2 separate regions of the Ovis aries genome follow, and region 2 is linked to region 1. A link is a contact called in public Hi-C data. All regions are on one chromosome and are shown on one strand. The core of a region is the stretch at or near the end of the contact, and the rest is flanking DNA. Distances in the headings are between cores, read along the strand shown. Region 1 overlaps SLC8A3 (solute carrier family 8 member A3). Region 2 has its middle 21 kb from the start of SLC8A3.

Region 1 (3,590 bases), core at 603-3,102:
CTTAAAAAATGTGTTTAAAATTAAACAGGTGTTTTTCATTTCTTCTTTTCCCTTAAAAAATGTATTTATGTCAATGCAGAAAGCCTAAAGATCTGTGGGCAGTCTTTCAGTGATTATATGTGTGTGTGTGTGTGTGTTTTAAAGCCAGGTCCTTTCAAAATTTGTTGGGAAAAGGTCTGTAGGGCATGGCAATCTCTCTATAAACCCAGGCTCCATGGAATTATGGCAGCTAAGATTCCTCCTACTGGGGCAAGAAATAGCCCACAGGCTGGAAAAAGAGCTTCAAGAGGTTTAAAACCAAGCAGGAATGTGGGAGAGATGAGGAATTTCAATCCCTGTCCTGTGAAAATGCTTTCAACCATGACCCGAGTCCAGGAGACGTGAAGTCCCTCATTTTCTTAGAAAGTTCTAAGCTTTTTGCAGGAAATCAAGAAATACAGTCAAAGCTCTTAGTCTGGTGCATTAGGAAGTGAGGGAGTGGTGAAGCTGACATCTCTCAGAATCAGATATTTTCAATATAATCTTTTCCCGACAGATCCTACTAGGTGGACATCGCTTCTCTCCTGCCTCAGATACAAAGCCAGAGATGTTCTAGAAGGCATATAGCCCTTCTGCCTTCCTAGCTGCCCTCTGTCATCATATTCTATTTCTATTTTCGTTCCCTATCTACAACTTGGTGGGTCTTGCTGCAGAGGGATAAACATCCAGACACTGATACAACGAGACAGACAGAATCTGAAAGGACTTCTTGTTGTAAACTGGATCTTGACAGAAGCTTGAGATAAAGCTGTTCCTGCTCCAGCCACAGTCCCCATTCTTACTGCCCTCGCGGGTGTGCGAACTTACCACCACCCAGACACCACAGTCCATTCAAGAATGCAGAGGATAAAAGGAGAAAGGGAACAGGAACTCGCTGGAACAGGAGACAGCTGTTACCCAGGGGAGAGTAGGGGAAAGGGTGTGTCTGAAAGTTCAGGCCTCTGCCCGTCGGCTCAGACCTTGAGCTCCTTCGCAGCACCGTCATCACTAACCTCAGAAAAGACAAGGTGGACAAACAAATGATGAGCAAAACCTGGTGGGAAAACAAAAGCAACCAAGATACTGACGACAATGAAGAGACCCCCGAGCCAGCCATGGGGACAGGGCTCATTTCCATGCCTCGCGGGCGGAGTGAGAGGATGGGATGTGTCAAATTGGACAGACAGGAGAAACCCTGTCCCCGCACAAGGAAAGTTAGAAAGCAAAGGAATAGTCAGAAGAAATGTGGACGAGAAGGTGGAGAGAAGGTCTGACTTTGCTATGGGTCAGGGACACGGCGGGGAGATGGGTTGGAGGTGGATCTGTTGCTGTCATTGGTGTGGATTGAATTAAATATTTTGCCAAGTGGGTGTTTCCTGTGTTCCACTGGACGGATGGACTCTGCCCTTTCAGTTCACTGCCGGGGCCCAGTCCAGTGATGCTCCAGCGGCTCGGGTCCTGAGGCTACCTCTCCGGGGTGTGGCTCGTCCCCCAGAGGTCACGGGTGGGGACGCACCCTTCTCTGGGGAGAAGCTGCAGGCCTGCCCAGCCGGAGGCCTTGTTCTGTGATTCAGAACCCCTTGATGTAGCAGTAGGCCTCCAGCGTGGCAAAGAGTATGTAGAGAAGCCACAGGCTCACAAAGAGCCAAGTCGTGGCCAGCTTGCAGCCACGAGGGCCGCCCAGCTCCCCGCCCAGGTGGGGCCGCCGGCGGTACAAGAGCACGCTGATGCACACGAACGCGAAGATGGTGAAGAGGGTGACGGAGAAGGCCAGCGTGCCGGCCGACACGTGGAACTCCTGTCCCTGCAGGGCCCAGTAGATGGCGGCCACGGACCAGGCCAGGCCAATGCCCAGGAAGACATTGACGGCGTTGCTGCCCGTGACGTTGCCGATGGAGGCGTCTGCGTACACGTCCTGGATGGCAGCCGCTTTGCTGGCAAACGTATCTGGAAAGAGGCAGAGACAGTGAGAGCCGGTAGGGAGGCTGAGATGCAGAGGGCCTTCCATGGAGAGGCCAAAAGGCAGCCGGGGCCAGCAGGCTGAGCCTTGGGAGTGAGAGGCAGGGGCCTGGGGGCTACTCCCTGGTCCACTGTTAATAAGCTGTGTGGCCTTGGGCTGGTCACCTTACTTCTCTGGGCTTTCTGTTCCGAATCTGCCTGAGCCTGAAAGGTTTTCAAGGGTCCTTCTGGTCCTGATATTTACTGAGTGGCTTTTATTGTTCCCTTCTGACTACTACTTCTGTAAGGGGCAGGTGTTGCTTTCCCGTAATATCTCCCAGGGAACTCTGACATCCAGAGAAGCTGTTTAGAATAAATGCCTGATTGCCCCTGTCACGTGGGACATTTACTTTCCAAACAGACTGTGATTGAGTCCGTGGGCTTAGCATTGTGCTAAGGGCTGGATTTATGGGGACAGAGGACACATGGGGAGATGTAGGGACTAATGATGGGGATATCCATGGGCTCAAGAATGACAGGGCTCAGGATTCGCAGTTAGCATACAAAGCACAGGGCCTCAAAGGCTATTGGACTTTAGATGTTGGTATGGATTTGTAGGCACTGGAAGCTGGCTGGCCACCCTTTTATTTGACAAGTTAGGAAAAGTAAGCATCAAGGGATCTACTCAAGGTAGGTTAGCAAGAGATTTGACCCGAAAACCTTCCTCTGAGAGCCCTTTCCATAGCTTTACCCGACATCCAAACAGCTTCAGCCAAAGCCACAAATTAAGCTGAGTGGACCACAGCATCACCTTCAAGCCCCTAATGCTGCCAGCTGTTCTCTGCACCCACCGCAAGGTCTTGGACAAGCCCCAAGCTCTCCCTGGCCCAGCCTGCCTCCTCGTTGCCAATATTGTCCCCAAGAAGACCTCTTGCCTTTTCTTGCCTATGACCTTGTTTCTTCTTTTTTTAAACTTCTGATCCTCTGCAACTTCTTCCCACATCTGTTCCTTTTGCCCATATCTGTTCCTTCCCCTCTGATAGTTCCTTGAGGCCCCAGAGAACAGAGGTAAATCATAGGGTATCTCTCTCACAAAGCCTTCCCTCAATTATCCATTTAATTTCCTACCACTCCATGCATTCCCATGATAGCCAAACCTTTTGCATCATTAAGGTACAAATAATTCCACTGGTCTGTGCTGGGGTCTGGGGAAGTGGCTTCTCCAGAGTGTGATGCAGACTCAGTTACTGTCCAGAAGGATATGCTTTCTTGGCATGAGAAGGGTTTCCAGCCAGCAGAGTCCTATCTGATGAGATTTGGCTCAGCCTTTCCATAGGAAGGGGCTGTCTCTGTCTTCCCACCACAACTGGGAGGCCAGCTCCTGGGTAGGAATTTGGGGTTCAGACACACTGGAGACCCCATCTGAACTAAGTAAGGAACCTGGGCTAATGTAGCCGCTCTCTACCTGCTTACCCCTGCTTGCCTTCCCAGCCCAGCCGAGGTCCCCCTGTTCCATGCTTGCTCAGCGCCTGTACTTTTTCATCATCAAACTTATTGAGATGATTTGAATGATCATAGTTGAATGTGGTCTCCTTCACTAGATTATGAACTTCATGTAGAGAGGGAAGTGTGTC
Region 2 (3,590 bases), core at 483-2,982, 180 kb after region 1:
TCCTGCCCCAAATCCCTCCCAGCATTCACAAAGCTGAATATCAAAAAGCCACTGAAAATAACATTGCAAATGTATTTACATCAAATATTTTACTAATGTAGTACTAAATGAAAAGAGCAGGTGTAAGACATCATGGAGAGTAAAATCTATTTTGCTTTAATTATATGTATGTTTATAATCTACATTGATACCTAGAAATGAATATTTAAAGTCAGACCCTTAAGATTCTTCTGAGAGCTTTTCTGAATTGCCAGTTTTCTCAGTCCTGAAAAAGATAGAAAGTTTATTTCAGGTTTGGGTAGATAGGAGTCACCCTTAACCTAACTGAGATGATTTACATCAAGTGGCCAGAATTCTGTTCAATAATGAGCCTTCTCATGTATGTCTGAATCAGAGCTGTCTCTGAGGTGGGGTGTGGTTCAAAGTGAAGGTAGAAAAATTGCTCTTGCTTGCCTATGAGTTTAGAGCATGCTGCCTTGCTAAGTGTTGCTTGTTCCTTTGTGATTAATGATGCGTGATGTATCTGGGAAACTGAAAACCGCATGAAGGCTGTGATGCGGTATATTCCCTTTCGAATAGACTATTAAACTGGACTGGCCATGGTTTAGCTCAACACAGGCTGGGTGACTGAAGTTCACGTATGGAATTACTTAATACAGAGTAACCCAGAAAGCACAGCTGCTGGACTACTGTGGTCTGAGTTCATTTTCTGGCTATACCTCTGAGGGTGGAGAGGTGGAGTTTCATCAACAGGGAACTCAAACTGAAGTGCTTACACTGTGACAGAATGTAATGATACTTTTAGGGAACACATATATGCTAACGAATGTTCTAAGGTTTTCTAGAATTGTAACTTTAAACCCTCTAAAAGCTCTATGAAGGGGACTTCCTTGGTGATCCAGTGGCTAAGAATCTGCCTGCTGATGCAGGTGACAAGGGTTCAATCCCTGGTCCGGGAAGATCCTACATGCCGCGGAGCAGCTAAACCCCTGCACCACAGCTACTGAGTCCACACTCTAGAGCCCAGGGGGCTGTAACCCACTTCAGCAGGTCCTCCTAGAGCCCACGCTCCCTCAACAAGAGAAGCCACCACAACGAGGAGCTTGTGCACTGGAATAAAGAGTAGCCCCTGGCCGGCCAAAGCTAGAGAAAGCCTGCACATCGTGACTAAGACCCAGTACAGCCATAAATCAACAGATTCCTTGGTGGCTCAGACTGAATGCAATGAAAGAATCTGCCTGCAATGCAGGAGATGCATGTTCGATCCCAAGTCAGGAAGATCCCCTGCAGGAGGGAATGGCTACCCACTCCAGGATTCTTGCCTGGAGAACTCCATGGACAAAGAGGAGTCTGGTTGTCTACAGTCCATGGGGGTCACAAAGAGTTGAATGCCACTGAGCAACTAACACTTTCCAGGCTGGCCACAGCTAGAGAAAGCCTGTATGTAGCAACTAAGACCCAGCACAGCCATAAATAAGTAGATTAAAAAATTTTTTAATTAGTTTTTAGAGAAAAGCCCTGTTAGAGAAAGACACTGTACAAACTGAAGAAACTGGGAACACAGAGAGGTTAAGTAACTTGTCCAAAGTTACAGAGCTGGTTAAGTAGCAGAGCGGGGATTTGAACCCCAGTCTTGCTTCTTAAACCATTACTGCCTGCTGCCTCTGCAGTAAGTGTAATGTCCTTGATTGAAGCTGGCAGGATGTAGAGGAAAGGGAGGAGGCGGAGCTTGGCAAATGAGATAATGTTCTAACAAATGTCCATTAGCAAGCAGCTGCTGTGGAGGAATAAGGGCCCAGTGTTTCCAGATCATCCGAGTTTTTAAGAGAAAACTGAAATCTGACTTTTATGTGAAATTCCTAATTTAAAACTATATTGCCGACCAAAGCATGAGCGCACACGCACACACATATGCACAGAAACACACATTCTTACTACTGCGGATGACTAACTTCTGAACCCTGTAATAAAAAGAATGGGTATTTTGGGACTTCCCTGGCGGTCCAGAGGTTGACTCTGCACTTCCACTGCAGAGGCAGTAGGTTAGACCTCTGGCAGGGGAACTAAGATCCCACATGTCACAGAGCATGGTCAAAGAAAAAAAGGACATTTCCATGTTCAGTTGTCTTGATCAGAGAAAATAATCTAGCTGATTAACCTTAGATGGAAAGGAGAAAAAAAAACTCATCATTTATTATTCTGTGGCTTAAGCAAGTTAATGTCTCTAAAGTTTTTATTTCATCTGTAAATCAGTGGGGTTAATAGTATTATCTCATAGGATTTATGTGGCGGGCTATGTGGGACTATGTGGGGGCTGACTTGGGCAACCAACTTTTTAAAACATAAATAATAAATAATTATTCAATATATAATGTGATAGATATGTCATAAATGTATTATATTTAAAAATATTAGATATACAATATATTTAATATATTGTATTATATATAAAAATATATAAATATAATTGACAATTGTTTTATTACTTTAACAAAAATGAGAAAAGTGTTTATTGGAAATAACTGGAAATTATACATCATTCTGTATTATTCGGGCTTCCCAGGAGGTAAAGAGCCTGCCTGACAACGCAGGAGACATAAGAGATGTGGCTTCAATCCCTGGGTTGGAAAGATCCCCTGGAGGAGGGCATGGCAACCCACTCCAGTATTCTTGCCTGGAGAATCCCAAGGACAGAGGAGCCTGGTGGGCTACAGTCCATAGGGTCACACTGAGTCGGGCATGACTGAAGAGACAGCGTGCACACACCCAAGCAGTCATTTATCAGATGCATCCTTTGTGTGTACCTTCTCCCTGTGCGTGCCTTGTCTTCTCATTCTCTTGACAGTGTATTTCACATATCAGAAGTATTTAATTTTAAATAAGCCCAGCTTATCAATTATTTTTTTCATGGATCCTGCCTTTAGTATTATATATATCCACGGTCTTCTATCGGTTGGCCTAAAAGCTCATTCAGATTTTTCTGTAACATCTTATGGAAAAACCCAAATGAATATTTTGGTCAACCCAATATATTTTCACCTGTTATCTTCTAGGAGCTTTATAATTTGGGGCTTTATGTTTAGATCTATGATCTATCTTTAGTTAATTTTTGTGATGGGTGTGAGGTCTGCATCTTTGTTTGTTTGGGTTTGGTTTTTGCTTGTGGATATTCAGTTATTCCAACAGCATTGTTAAAAAGATTAGCTTTTGGATAGCAGCCATTCTGACTGGTGTGAAATGGTACCTCATTGTGGCTTTGATTTGCATTTCTCTGATAATGAGTGATGTTGAGCATATTTTCATGTGTTTGTTAGCCATCTGTATGTCTTCTCTGGAGAAATGTCTGTTTAGTTCTTTGGCCCATTAAGTCTACAAGCAATAAATGCTGGAGAAAAGGGAACCCTCTTACACTGTTGGTGGGAATGCAAACTAGTACAGCCACTATGGAGGACAGTGTGAAGATTCCTTAAAAAACTGGGAATAGAACTGCCTTATGACTGACGACAGTGGATGAGATGGCTGGATGGCATCACCGGCTCAATGGACGTGAGTTTGAGTGAATTCTGGGAGTCGGTGATGGACAAGGAGGC

What was found. A called contact is a pair of places that touch in the nucleus more often than the background predicts.
Region 2: a contact with region 1 is called in a Hi-C map of hypothalamus, with 4 times the contacts expected there. The contact joins two enhancer-like sites. A contact is called at or near these places in 3 of 16 Hi-C or Micro-C datasets (hypothalamus, muscle and tail adipose tissue).

Annotation. Positions count from the first base shown.
Region 1 is chr7:79,866,604-79,870,193 of ARS-UI_Ramb_v3.0, forward strand. SLC8A3 (solute carrier family 8 member A3) reads right to left here. Exons shown (of 7, transcript XM_060418226.1): 7 at 1-1,965. The coding sequence ends at 1,589. Among named protein-coding and RNA genes, the nearest start is that of TRNAC-ACA, 48 kb to the right of the region's middle. Within about 2 kb of position 1,853, at least 8 of the 54 cell types and tissues checked have an H3K27ac peak or open chromatin away from gene starts, as enhancers often do. A contact at or near this core is called in hypothalamus, where this site is marked.
Region 2 is chr7:80,047,474-80,051,063 of ARS-UI_Ramb_v3.0, forward strand. No RefSeq gene overlaps it. Among named protein-coding and RNA genes, the nearest start is that of SLC8A3, 21 kb to the left of the region's middle. Within about 2 kb of position 1,733, at least 8 of the 54 cell types and tissues checked have an H3K27ac peak or open chromatin away from gene starts, as enhancers often do. A contact at or near this core is called in hypothalamus, where this site is marked.